Regions from separate parts of the Sus scrofa genome. Here regions 2 and 3 are each linked to region 1. Evidence: chromatin contacts called from public Hi-C and HiChIP or PLAC-seq data. All regions are on one chromosome and are shown on one strand. The core of a region is the stretch at or near the end of the contact, and the rest is flanking DNA. Distances in the headings are between cores, read along the strand shown.

Region 1 (4,030 bases), core at 960-3,459:
ATTTGTGTGGCCAAAACACTACAGTGAACGTCAAAAGCTTAAAGATATCGACAATACTGGCAGCTGCGAGTTCCCGTTGTGGCTAAGTGGAAATGAACCTGACTAGGATCCAAGAGAATGCAGGTTTGATCCCTGGCCTCGCTCATCCTTGGGTTAAGGATCTGGCATTGTTGTGAGCTGTGGTGTAGGTCACAGAGGCGGCTCAGATCCCGCGTTGCTGTGGCTGTGGTGTAGGCCGGTGGCGGTGGCTCCGATTCGACCCCTAGCTTGGGAACCTCCATATGCCTCAGGTGTGGCCCTAAAAAGCCAGAAAAAGAGAAAATACTGGCAGCCGACAGATACAATAATAGGTCATAACACTGAAAGATCAGTCCTTCAGCAGAAAGTCGGAAGGACAGAGAGTGTGAGCAGACTGAACCCCAACCAGATGTCAATTGGGGGCCTAACCCGGAAAGACCAGGCCGACCTCTGCGGTGGACTCCAGGGACTTGCATGTGGTACCTGCTCTTCTCTGCTGTCTGTGTTTTCTCTCGAAAAAGGCAGTGTCTTTATCATCAGAAATGACAAGAAAGCCAGTTTTATTACCACCAGGGTGGCCGGCTGGGTCTTCAGCCCCACAGGCGAGGCCCTTCCTTGGCACTGGTGAGCTGAGAGCCCATCGTGGCTGGCACCTGGCGTGGCCCCAGCTCCTCGGGGCTGTGGCGCGGCCGAGGGGAGAGGCCTCCGGCCATCCTTACCGTGTTTCTTGCCTCCTTTCCATTCTCCTTCGTATCGAAAGAAGGAATTCGGGTAAACGTAGACTCCGTAACCTGAATATTGAAAGGAAGACACACAGGTGAGCACGTGGCACAGGTGACCCGGCTGATGATCAGCAAACAGTGAGGTGGGGATGGGCTGGGGGCTTCTCCAGGTGTCCGTGGCATCACCTCCGGCGAACTCTCCCCACAGGCTCAGTTTGGGTCAGGACTGGAACTGCAGCAAAGACCTGAGCAACTACTAGGTGTGCAGAGGTGGGGGAGGGGGCTGGGGCGAGCGAGTGCAGGGTCCTCGGGAGGCCTGGCGGAGAGCTTTCCTGGAGAGGGGACGTTTCAGCTGAGCCAAAGTAGCTGGGTGAAGGTGGGGGTGGGTAGGGGTGGAAAGAGCCCCCCATCTCTCTGCGGGGACCTCACTGCACCACATTCTCCAGACAAAAATCTACACCTGCACCTGGGAAGGGCCTGCCCCACTTCATTTCTTGCCACTCAGCTGCTGGGCACATCATCCCCCACGCCCAACTCCAGTAGTTCCTGGAGGGGGAAGGGCCCTCTCCCCACCATCCCTCCTGTTTCAAAACCAGATTTGGCGGGGGCGGCTCTAGGGAAGCTTGGGGTTGCCAGACTCGGTGTCTTTTGGCATCTGCTGTAAGCGAGGGTTGAGTTCTACCTGAAGTTAGTGGTATGGACTGGGATCGCTCTGTTCCCACTTCTTTGATGCTATGAACAACTCCTATCAAATGTCCTTCTGGGAGGTCCCATCCTGGCGGAGTGGAAATGAATCCACTAGGAACCACGAGGTTGTGGGTTCGATCCCTGGTCTCGCTCAGTGGGTTAAGGATCCGGCGTTGCTGTGGCTGTGGTGTAGGCCGGCAGCTGTAGCTCATATTAGACCCCCTAGCCTGGGAACCTCCATATACTACGGGTGCGGCCCTTCTCAACTGCGCGTTGGGGACGTCAGGAGGTGCGGTCCTGCGCCGGCCCGGACACCTAGGGCCGACTAGGGTTGCTCCTGGCTAGGTCTCCAGGACCCGGCCGGTTCTGCTACTCTGGGCCCGGGCCCCCGCCCACCCAGCGGGCACTGGGACCGTCTTCCCGGGCGTGAGGGCTGGGCGCGGGGAAGGAGCAGGTCGGGGGGCTCGGGGCCTCAGGTTCTGGCCCCGGCTCAGGACTCGGACTTCCCAAAGTGAACGTGAGGGGCCAGGGGCGCTCAGCGAGCTCCCAGACCTGCCCGCCTCCCTCCCACCACGACCGAGGCCTGGTAGGATGCGTCAGCGGTTACCGTCCTGCGGTGGCCGCCCTGGCGGGTCGCGGTCTGTCAGGCGGGAGTTCGTGCTCCCCTCCCTGGCAGAAGCCATCTTGCCGCTAGAGGTTTCCCTTAGCAACCTCACAGCCCTCCTCCATTGGCTCGTTGGTCGCGGGGGGCGTGGCCTGGTTTCAGTTTCTGGGCGTTACCAATCTCTGGAGCGGAACTCTCTGGGCCGGGAGCCAGAGGACGCGACTGCGGTTGCGCGGGACGGCGAATTTCCGCAGGTTACGTCCCTTCCGCCGACGCGACCGCCCCGCCAACGGCCTGGGCCCCCCGCACCGGAAGCGGAAATGGTTGGAGGCTCTCGGCCCCGCCCCGGCAGCCATCTTGGAGGGCCGGGAGGCGGCGCCGCACAGGACGGAGCGGAAGTGCTCGGCTGCTCGTTCTAGGACCGAGAGAAGCGCCGGCGCGGCCGCCACCCGCGTCCTCCTTCCCGCGGCCCTCGGGAGACCGCGCTCGGCCGCAGCGGACCGCGAGGTGCCGGCGGGCGGGACGGGCAGGGCGCGGGCCGGGGTGCTGGCGGCCGAGCGCAGGGCAGGGGCGGGCCCGGGGTCCCCGCGGTGACCAGACCCCCGCCCCCGCTGGCGTGTCCCGAGAGGGTTCCGCCGGCCGCCCCGGGCCGTGGGGCCTCGGTGTCCTGGCCGATCCAGGCTGGCCTGCAGGGTTTGGGTGGAAGCGTCGCGGTGGAGTTGGGTCGCTCGAGGTCCTGGCGATTCTGAATCGAGGATCCCAAGCGCTCGGGCTGACCCGGCCGACGGCGCCCCGCGTGCCTGCCCAGAGCTGCCCTCCGGAAACCTGCCCTGGGCACCTGGGGCTGGGAGTGTCCCAGGGCGCCTCCTCTCGGCCGGGTTGGTCTCCCACTTCGCAAGATGTGTAAGGTGGACGCCAGTAGGTGTGTGAGGGCTCCCAGGTCCTGGTGAGTGTAGGTGCCGTGTGATCAGGGCCAGGTGGAGACTGGAAAGTGGTTACGCGCAGGGGAGGGAGGAGCCGGCCGCGGGGCCTCGCCGAGTAGTACAGGGAACGACATCAGAGGTTGAAAGTGTGGGAAATTACTCTGCTGGGAACCCAGGAGGAATGAGGGAAGGGGCGCTGCAGTGAACTGCAAGCTTGTGGGAGCCAAGCGGTGGCTGACCTGGGCGCCAGGCAGGCCTGCTCCTCTGCCCTACGTGCTGTCTGAGCAGGGAGAACCACTCCACAAACAGGTGCAATGATGGCTCTGGACCTATAGGCCCAGGAGGGTTTGGCTACAACTTCAGATGTGATCCTCATGGCCTCTGTTGGGGTGGATTTTGGGTTTGTTTTAACCTGTGACATAGGGAGGTTCCCAGGCTAGGGGTCGAAGTGGAGCTGCAGCTGCCAGCCTTTGCCCCAGCCACAGCAACACCGGATCCTTAACTCACTGAGCGAGGCCAGGGATCAAACCTGCAGCCTCAAGGATCCTAGGCGGGTTTGTTTCTGCTGAGCCACAGCGGGAACTCCTGGGATGATTTGTTGATCTTGCTTTTTCCTCTGTTCCTCGTGGCCGAGCCTGAAGCCTTTAGGTCCGGCAGCACTTCCCCACCCCACTGGCTAAGTGGCCGGCCCTTGTAGGCCATAGGGCCCAGCAGTGGACCGGCCAGGACTCCCCCTGGAGGAGCTTGCCTCCTAGCGGGAGGGAGCAGAGAAATGAAGTGGAGAGCAGTCGCAGATGATTGTCCCACAAAAGAAAACAGGGTGACATGAGCTAAGGGGCTGGGCACAGAGGGTGTTTCTCTGAAGAGGCGGCCTCTAAGCAGCAGAGGGAGGGACGGCAGGCCCTGATCTGGGAACGGGGCTGACGTGTGCGGCAGAGGCTGGCTTGCTCCCGAGGCGGCTCTAAGGGCCTGGCTGAGCCTCCCCCCGGGAGGTCTTGGGTGGGGGCTGAGGACCTGTCGCCTGCATCTCACAGCCGTGTGCTGAGGCGGCCCCAGACGGGCCGGAGACTCCAAAG
Region 2 (4,030 bases), core at 440-2,939, 290 kb before region 1:
TCGTAGACGTGGTTCGGATCTGGCGTCGTCAGGGCCATTAGACCCCTAGCCTGGGAAACTTCATACGCCATGAGTGCATCAGGGAGACCCAGCGCCTCTGAGGTGAGCCCTGGGTCTCCTCCCACCGAGGGCCCCACAATCGGGGCTGCTCTCAGCGCGGGCCACCCACCCCCGGGGCCTGCTCATTCCTGACTCACCGAGCACTTCCTGGTGGAGCATTTCAGGGGCACAGAGAACCCGCCCGTCTGAGTCAGAAATGAGATGTTTCCCTCCAGATCTTTGTTGACCTAAAAAATAAAAAGCAACCCCCCAGCCTGTTTGCAACTTGACGCGGTGACACCTGACACAGTGACATGGGCCACGCCTGAACCCCTGCCACTGCGGGGGGTGTCGTGCCCGCCTCAGGAGGCTCCACGAGCCCCATTCAGGCTGCGGGCTCCTAGTGGGTAGCTCGGCCCAGCGCTGAGTGGGGTTCAAATACATTTTGGAAATAAAACAGCCAAACAGGGGCTGGGTGTGGCCCCTTCTGAGGTGCCCTGCGGGGGCAGCAGAGACCTGAATTCCACCACCGCCCTCTCAGGACAGTGAGGCAAACCCCTCTTCCACGGTTTGGTTTGGGGACCGACACTCACCACGGGCTTGAAGGTGACAAGCACCTCGCAGGACATGCCGGCAGACATGGGACCAGGTGGATCGAAGCTGCAGGACAACACAGGAGGTGAGCGCCCAGCAGGGAGGCAGCATTTGAGGAGACAAGGCCGATAAATGTCCACCGTCGCTCATAAAACTGAGCCCTCAGCTCGGGAACCACAGTGACCTCCGAGCAGGTCTAAGGAAGGTCAGGCCGCACCAGACACCTTGAGGAGGAGACGCAGGGCCCAAGAGTGGGGCGAGGAGGGCTGGACGGCCTGCAGAGCGCGGGTGGACAGAGAAGTGCCCACCCGCCCATCCGCCCCGGCGGGGGAAAGCAGAGCACAGAGGGTGACAGCCTCAAGAGTCGAGCGGAAATGCTGCCAACAGGACACTTTTGTTCCGGCTCGGGGAGCTGGCTTCAGGTGCCGGAGGCAACGGGACCACCCGAATCCGGCCTCTGCCGACAGGTCAGCAGAAGAACTAGCAAAGCACCAGGAAACCGCACGCTGCCTGTGGGCCCGGAAGACGGGACAAATCGGCCGTGAAAACGCAAGCCTCTGAGGCAAGAGAGAAGGGGACGGCACGACCTCCCCGAGACTGGCCGAGCCCGGGCTGTGGCACCTGAGGGAGGTCCCCCTGTGCACACGGGGCAGGGCCCTGGGGCTGCAGCCCCCACACAGCTCCAGCACCCAGAGCTGGAAACTCAGAGCTCCCGTGGGCCTCCAAACTGATGACCGAAACCAGGAAGCAGCAGAGGAGAAAAGACTTTTTTTTTTGGGCTGCGTCCCTGGGGTGGAAGTTCCAGGGCCAGGGATGGAACCTGCACCATGGCAGCGGCCAGAGCTGCTGCAGTGGCAATGCCGGATCCCTAACCCGCTGCACCACCAGGGAGCTCCAGAAAAGACAGTCTTAACAGCAAAGGCAAATGCCCAGGAGCAGAAGGAGCGAGGGACCCTGCAGAAGACGCTGTGAAGGTTGTTGTGAGACAGCGAGGGAGACAGAAAATAGGGAAGAAGAAAGGGTGACAGCGACCAGAGAGGAAGCCACAGAACGAGAGGATCCAACTCAGGCGTCAGCGTGTCTCCGAGAAGGAAACTGGAAGCAGGAGCAGAGTCAAACCATGAAGTCAGAGTTCAAGTCCTCAGGCCCGAGATCAGAGACGGCGCTAACCTCCACCCCGAACAGGCCCAGAGCGGCCAAGCTCCAAACACCGGTGGGGAAAACCATTTGCTGGGGAGACAGAACAAGCTCAGCTCAGGAAAGGGGAGGCCCCCCTCCCCAAGGACCCCAGCTGAGGGCTTCAGGCCCAAAGTGAGGCTCAAGTTAAAAGGCCGAGGAGGGGGCTCGGCTGACCCGGCCCAGCCTACTCGACGCGGACGGAGTCCCGCAGGCTCTCCTCCACGCCCGCCAGCCTGCAGTAGTTGATGGTGTAGGTGGCATTGGTCAAGATGACTTTCTTCTCGTACTCTCTGCCCACGTCAAAGTCCTGCGCAAACCGGAGGAAAAGTTACTGCTTCGTTCCCGGCGGCGGCTTTGCGGCTCTGACAGTCCCGCCTGGGAGATGGCTGGATGTGACGCTCTAGTCATGTCCTTGCTGCGCCCGGGGCAGGAAGCAGCCTCCGGGCACCAGCAGGCGGGAGGCCCCAGCAGCGCAGGTCCGGGGGCTGGTCCTCTGAAGGGCCGGGGAAGGTGCGACATTCCAGCCGCCCCCACCCCGTCTGGTTAACGCGCCTGAGATGCCACCCGTCTCTCGCCCCAGCGGCCCCCGGGGCTGCTGAAAGGCCCCTCCCGAGAGACCCAGCCAGCAGAGGCCCGAGTGGCGGCTGCACCCCAGGCCCACCTTGAAGTGGATGAGCTGGGGCTTGCTGTTGAAGGGCCTCCCTCTGAACTTGCGCCTGGACGCCACCTGCCTGCGGGGCGCCCCGCTGCGCAGGCACCGGATCGTGCGCGCCAGCAGGTCCTGGTCCGTCTTCGTCCCGCCCACAGGCTTCCGGCCCGCGTCCGCCTGGGGCACCTGGGATGGCACCGGGACAGACGCGCCACATGGGGGACGTGCGGGGGCCGTGGAGTTCCGCGAGGCTGGCGGAAGAGGAACGCGGGCCCGGGCGGAGCCGGCCAGGCCCCAGCCGATGCCCGGGACGGAACGGCCGAGGGAGCGTTCCAGATTTTTAAATCACGCCAAGAGAACATGTTTGGAAAGTTCTACAGGAAGCAACACTTTCTCAAGTGGACAAGAAGCTGCTTCCTGATCAGCTCGGTGACCTGGAGAGCGGGGGGCAGGGCGGGGGCAGGCGGAGGCTTCGGGCGGGTACCTGGTGTGGCGAGGCCTCTTGGCTCCAGAGCCCCGGGATCTCCGGCCTCACCAGCGGCTCTTCCTGCCAGCCCGGGCTGCTGGGGTCCACCTGCACGGACTCGCTGGAGATGGCCGGCGCCAGCACAGTGGCTCGCGGGGACGGAAGACTGTCCTCCTGGGGGCCAGGATGGGAGAATGATAGCTTATGCAGAAAACGGGGCACACACGAGGGGAAGAGGAGAGCCCAGGCCTGGGGCCCCGCCCGGCGGACAGCCCGTCCGAGGCTTCCAGCTCTTCCCTCAGGGACCAGAGTGCATGGTTTGTCACTGTTTTAAACAAGCATCTTAACACACCATGAGACCTCTCCAAACCAGGAGTGCACGAACTACTCAAGTTCATGGATGGCCCCCACCCCTTCGCCGACCCTGAGCTGCTCTCAGGCCAGACGGGGCCTCCCTGTGGGTGGTCAGGCTGGAAGAAGGCCGTGGATGGAGCATCCGATGCTGCAGGCCCCACGGAGAGAAGAAGGCAGGTGCCCTGGGGAGGCGGGGAGGCCCCGGTCAGGGGACCAGAGGTGGGAGTGGGAGGAAGGGGCGAAGTGGCAGAAGCGGGCTGCCCGGAGGCTCAGCGCGGAGGATCTGCGCAGCACAGCAGGGGTCGAGGCACCCTGGGCAGAGTGGAGCCCCTGCAGGCGCCCCCAATGAAGGAGCCTGGGGGCTTGGCTAGAGCCAGTACCTGGGCTTTCAGGTTCCGGCGCACAGGGGCAGAAAGGGGTGCGTCCTGGGCTCGGGACAAGGCCCCGACGTCCCTACCCCACACCCTCAGGGACAGGTGAGCAGGTCACCTGCGTGGGCGATGGGTACAGAGCTGGCCATTGGCGAGATGAGTGAGTGAAGGAGGACAGAGGCCTGTTTCCTGGGTGAAGAGGCAAGAGGGGGGACCAGCTAGACCGCCTGGCTCTGATATCTGGGGACAGGTCAGGGGGCCTGAGCCAATCCTGCTCCAGGGGACGTGTGGCTGTGGGCTTCCCCACCTGCTGGCAACCCCAGGGGCTGCCTCCCAAGGAGGGTGAGGCGCCAGACACCCCCTGTCTGCTTGCACCTG
Region 3 (4,030 bases), core at 625-3,124, 260 kb before region 1:
AGAGACGCAGAATGGGTATCTGATCGGGAGGAAACAGCTGAGAAACCTAAGGTAACTGCCTGTAACCTTCAAAGGTGTCCAGGTCATGACGTCAGGGAAAGCCCAAGGAAGGTTCTGGACGGAAGGGGACGAAAGAAACGTGATGACAAGTCAGTACAACGGAAGGTCCCAGACCAGATCCTTCTGGTTTTGTGACTTTATGGGATCAACTGGAAAAACACGCTTGCCTGGGACTGAGGACGCCACGGCGTGACCCGTCCATGTCACGCTGCCGACTGTGAGGATCCGGCCGTGGTGATGCCGGGGAGGGTCCCCGCGTGTGGGAAACACACTCCGAGGTGTCTGGAGCTGGCAGAGCATTACGGAGGCAACTCGTTCTCAAATGCTCCAGGAAAAGAAGTTGTTCATGCTGAACGTGAAATTTTTTTTTTTTTTTTTTTTTTTTTTTGGTCTTTTTGCCTTTTCTAGGGCTGCTCCCGTGGCATATGGAGGTTCCCAGGCTAGGGGTTGAATCGGAGCGGTTGCAACCGGCCTACACCAAAGCCACAGCAATTCGGGATCTGCGCTGCATCTGTGACCTACACCACAGCTCACGGCAACACCGGATCCTTAACCCACTGAGCCAGGCCAGGGATCGAACCCGCAACCTCATGGTTCCTAGTTGGATTCCTTAACCACTGCACCACAACGGGAACTCCTGAACTTGCAATTTTTATGTAAATTTGGGATTGTTGCAAACGTTAAAAAAGAATCTATACAGTATTATTCCACTTATGTAAGGTTTAAAAAGCAGGTGAACAATTATATTGTTTATAAATGGTAAAAGCTGGAGTTCCCATCGTGGCTCAGTGGTTAACGAACCCGACTAGCATCCATGAGGACACAGGTTCCATCCCTGATCTCTCTCAGTGGGTTAAGGATCAGGCGGTCCCTGAGCTGTGGTGTAGGTCGCAGACACGGCTTGGATCCCGTGTTGCTATGGCTCTGGTACAGGCCAGTGACTATGGCTCCGATTGGACCCCTAGCCTGGGAACCTCCATATGCCTCAGGTGTGGCCCTAAACAAACAAACAAACAAAAAAGGTAAAAGCTAAAGAAAATCAAGAAAATTAGAATTAAAAAGTCAGCCTGTGGTCATGGGGGAGGGATCTGCATGGAGCAAGGCAGGGGTGGGTTGAATTCTGGGGTGCCGACAAGGTTCTATTTCTGAAGAGATTACTGGTGCGGGCTTCCTAACCAGTCCTTAAAGCGTACCTGTGAATTATGCACCATCTGTCTGCACAGGCTACCTACTAGGCAATGCTTTGAACTCTGGGGACCCCAGCAGGCCCGCTTATCTCCCAGTTGCGCACTCGGCTTGTTCAAGCACTGTTTGCTAGATACATAAACATGAGCACATAAAGGAGGATTTGTTTACGGAAACACAATTATAGAGGCTTCCAGAAACAAGGTGACCATTAAAACCCAAGCTCAGAGGGCCTCGGGATTAGGACCAGCGCCCTTTTCCCTCTGGGGTCTCCTCTTCTCACCAGCCGGGCTCACTCTTGAGCTGTGCTTTCCTAAAGGTGCTAAGACAACCCCACAAGGTCCGCGCAGAGCCCGGAAGCTGCACCCCAGCCAGGGAGGGGTCCCTGAAACCAGCCGGCGACCCCGGCCCTAGCGGTTATTTCTCGGACAGAACTTGCGTGGGGAAGGCGAGGGTAGGTGCCTGGGGGGCGGCCAAAGCCCCCATGCCAGCCTCAGGCTCCGAGGCCAACCGACCCACCTGTCAGCGGGCCCACCTGGGCCCCAGCGTCGCAGTCAGGCTCCGGGCGGAGAGGCCGCTCTCTGGGCGGGGAGCCACTCCGCGGCTGCCCGCCGCGAGGTTGGGAGCCGCCAGCTCCATGGCAACGGGCGGCTCCATCGCGGGGTGGGGGTGCCGCGCGCTGCGCGCTTCCCCGCTCGGCCGATGGCTCGGTCCTGCGGCGCGGCCCTGCGCAGGCGCAGTGTGGCCGTGCGACCGAGGCGGCCACCTGCGACCCCAGCGCCGCGGGGTCCGCGCTGCGGACCTTCGCGCTGACCGAGGCCAAGGCTATGAGCCGACGGTCGCCAGGCAGTGGAGGAGGACCCCAGCGCTGCTCCGCAGCCCCGCCGCCGCGCCCGGCAGCCTGCCCTGGTTTGGCCCAGGCAGGCTGAAGTTAAGATTAGCTGCCAGTTTTAAATACAGGAGCGTTCACAGGAGATAGGGGCTTCTCGCTTCTCTTTAAGATGGAGACCGGACACAGTATTCAGCTGGGCTGGAGCTGAACTGAGCTTTCCCCACGCGTTCTCCAGTCCCCAGCATCCTGCCCAAAGCCCGGCAGGGCCCGTTCTCGCTGTGACCCGCCTGGCTCCGCGGGTGCGCGAGTTTGCAGCAGAGATGGAGATGCAGGGGTGGGAGGAAAGGTCCCCCTGCAAGTGAGAGGGATGGAGTGGGAGAGTTACACAGGTGGCTGTAGAAGTCCCAGTAGGGGACCACAGACAGAGAGGAAAACCTAGGGAACTTTGGGAGGTCGCTGGTGGTTAATAATCACTCAAGAAGGCAGCAGGCTTGCTTTATAAAACCATAAATAAAAACGTGAGCTATGCCTCAGGGCTCTAAGTGAAAGACGAGATGAGGCCCGCATTCAAGTTCAGCAGGATAATGATCCCTAGGAGTAAGAACAGAATTGAAAGGAAAGATGACATTGCAGAGTAGGAGTCCTTCATTAGACCGAAACCTGAGGCGATTCAACACATTAGCATCCGTTACCACCTTCCGCTGACTTGAATAAGCATCATGACAGTTCTGGTTGGATCTTTTAGGGTCCAATACTCCCTTACTGGACTCGAAGGAGGAGCCAGTGACGTAACCCCTTCCTCACTATCCTTGGAGTATAAAAATGGGAGTGGGTTGGATGGGGAGCTTGGGGTTAATAGATGCAAACTATTGCCTTTGGAATGGATGAGCAATGAGATCCTGCTGTGTAGCCCTGGGAACTATGTCTAGTCACTTACTGTGGAGCCTGATCATGTGAGAAAATAGAATGTGTACATGTATGTGTGACTGGGTCACCATGCTGTACAGCAGAAAAAAAAATTGTATCAGGGAAATAACAATTTAAAAAAAATAAAGAATGTGCACATGAAAAAAATGTAGTCCACCAAATCCTCAGGGCAGTGCCTCTTTGCCTATCCGTGTGTATCTCTCACAAGCGTCCTATCTTAATAAATCTATGTCTTGCCTATTTCTTTGTCTCTTGTTGAATTCCTTCTGCACTGAGACACAAAGAACCTGGACTTCAGTAAGTCCAGAACCAGGTGAGTGATTCTAATGAAAAAACTTGGGTTCAGGTCCCAATCCGGGCCTTGGCTGGGTTCGGGTCATAAGTGTCAGTTGCACAAGTGCACTCAATGCTGGGCCCAGAACACAGGTGGATCGGCTCATCCACTGCCCTCACAGAGCCCAACGCCTGCAGGAGCCTTGCAAGGCCCCTGGCCCTGCTGGCCACTCATTGGCTTTCACCAGTGGCTGCTGATGCCAAGGTGAAACCCAGGAAGCCCTTCGGTTTTGTCCTGGGATGGCAATCCATCAGAGCCATCGAGCTTGCAAAAAGCACAGCATCTGTGAGAACTGTGGGCTTTATCCAAGTAACGGCATATCACCTCTACCTGCAGCCCTGCAGTGACGCCCGGGCCTCTTCCCTTCTGGACTTGGACAGAAGTGAGTCATCACATCAGCTGTGACAGGTTCTCCAAGAGAGGTTATTCATCTCTGCCCTGCCCCCCCCAAATTATGGGCCTTCTTCTGAGGCAGGAGATAAATGGGCCCCAGGCTGAGCAGCTGGAATCTGTCCCCTCTGGACAGATACTTCAAGATAAAGATGACGGCAGGAGCAAGGAGGAGCTGCTTCCTGCTTGGGTAAAAGATAAAGAGACCACATATTTCTCATTCTTGGGTCAAGGAGACCTCTGGAACTACCCACGTGCAGAAAGTTTCCTCAGGGGTCGGAGAAGGAATGGGCCCCAGAGCG

What was found. Hi-C and Micro-C count contacts between places; a contact is called where the count stands out from the background. HiChIP or PLAC-seq counts read pairs in DNA pulled down with a chosen protein or histone mark.
Region 2: a contact with region 1 is called in an H3K27ac HiChIP or PLAC-seq map of alveolar macrophages. The contact joins the enhancer-like site here to the promoter of LOC100624218 in region 1. A contact is called at or near these places in 2 of 5 promoter capture datasets (fetal skeletal muscle and liver), 13 of 47 Hi-C or Micro-C datasets (embryonic fibroblasts, epiblast stem cells, fetal heart ventricle and 8 more) and 1 of 2 datasets of contacts at active chromatin or transcription factors (alveolar macrophages).
Region 3: a Hi-C map of fetal skeletal muscle shows a contact between it and region 1, with 2.3 times the contacts expected there. The contact joins the promoter of CFAP74 here to the promoter of LOC100624218 in region 1. A contact is called at or near these places in 1 of 5 promoter capture datasets (liver) and 12 of 47 Hi-C or Micro-C datasets (embryonic fibroblasts, fetal heart ventricle, fetal skeletal muscle and 7 more).

What each region holds. Positions count from the first base shown.
Region 1 is chr6:64,298,771-64,302,800 of Sscrofa11.1, forward strand. It overlaps LOC100624218 (MORN repeat-containing protein 1), which reads right to left and starts at 2,210. Exons shown (of 12, transcript XM_013988730.2): 1 at 2,035-2,210; 2 at 738-809. The coding sequence starts at 2,110. RER1 (protein RER1) reads left to right here and starts at 2,369. Exons shown (of 7, transcript XM_005655986.3): 1 at 2,369-2,538.
Region 2 is chr6:64,012,647-64,016,676 of Sscrofa11.1, forward strand. CFAP74 (cilia- and flagella-associated protein 74) reads right to left here. Exons shown (of 40, transcript XR_002344845.1): 13 at 2,946-3,101; 14 at 2,474-2,647; 15 at 2,001-2,119; 16 at 633-699; 17 at 198-287. Among named protein-coding and RNA genes, the nearest start is that of CFAP74, 24 kb to the right of the region's middle. Within about 2 kb of position 1,690, at least 5 of the 83 cell types and tissues checked have an H3K27ac peak or open chromatin away from gene starts, as enhancers often do. A contact at or near this core is called in alveolar macrophages, liver and retroperitoneal adipose tissue, where this site is marked.
Region 3 is chr6:64,037,025-64,041,054 of Sscrofa11.1, forward strand. It overlaps CFAP74 (cilia- and flagella-associated protein 74), which reads right to left and starts at 1,875. Exons shown (of 40, transcript XR_002344845.1): 1 at 1,765-1,875.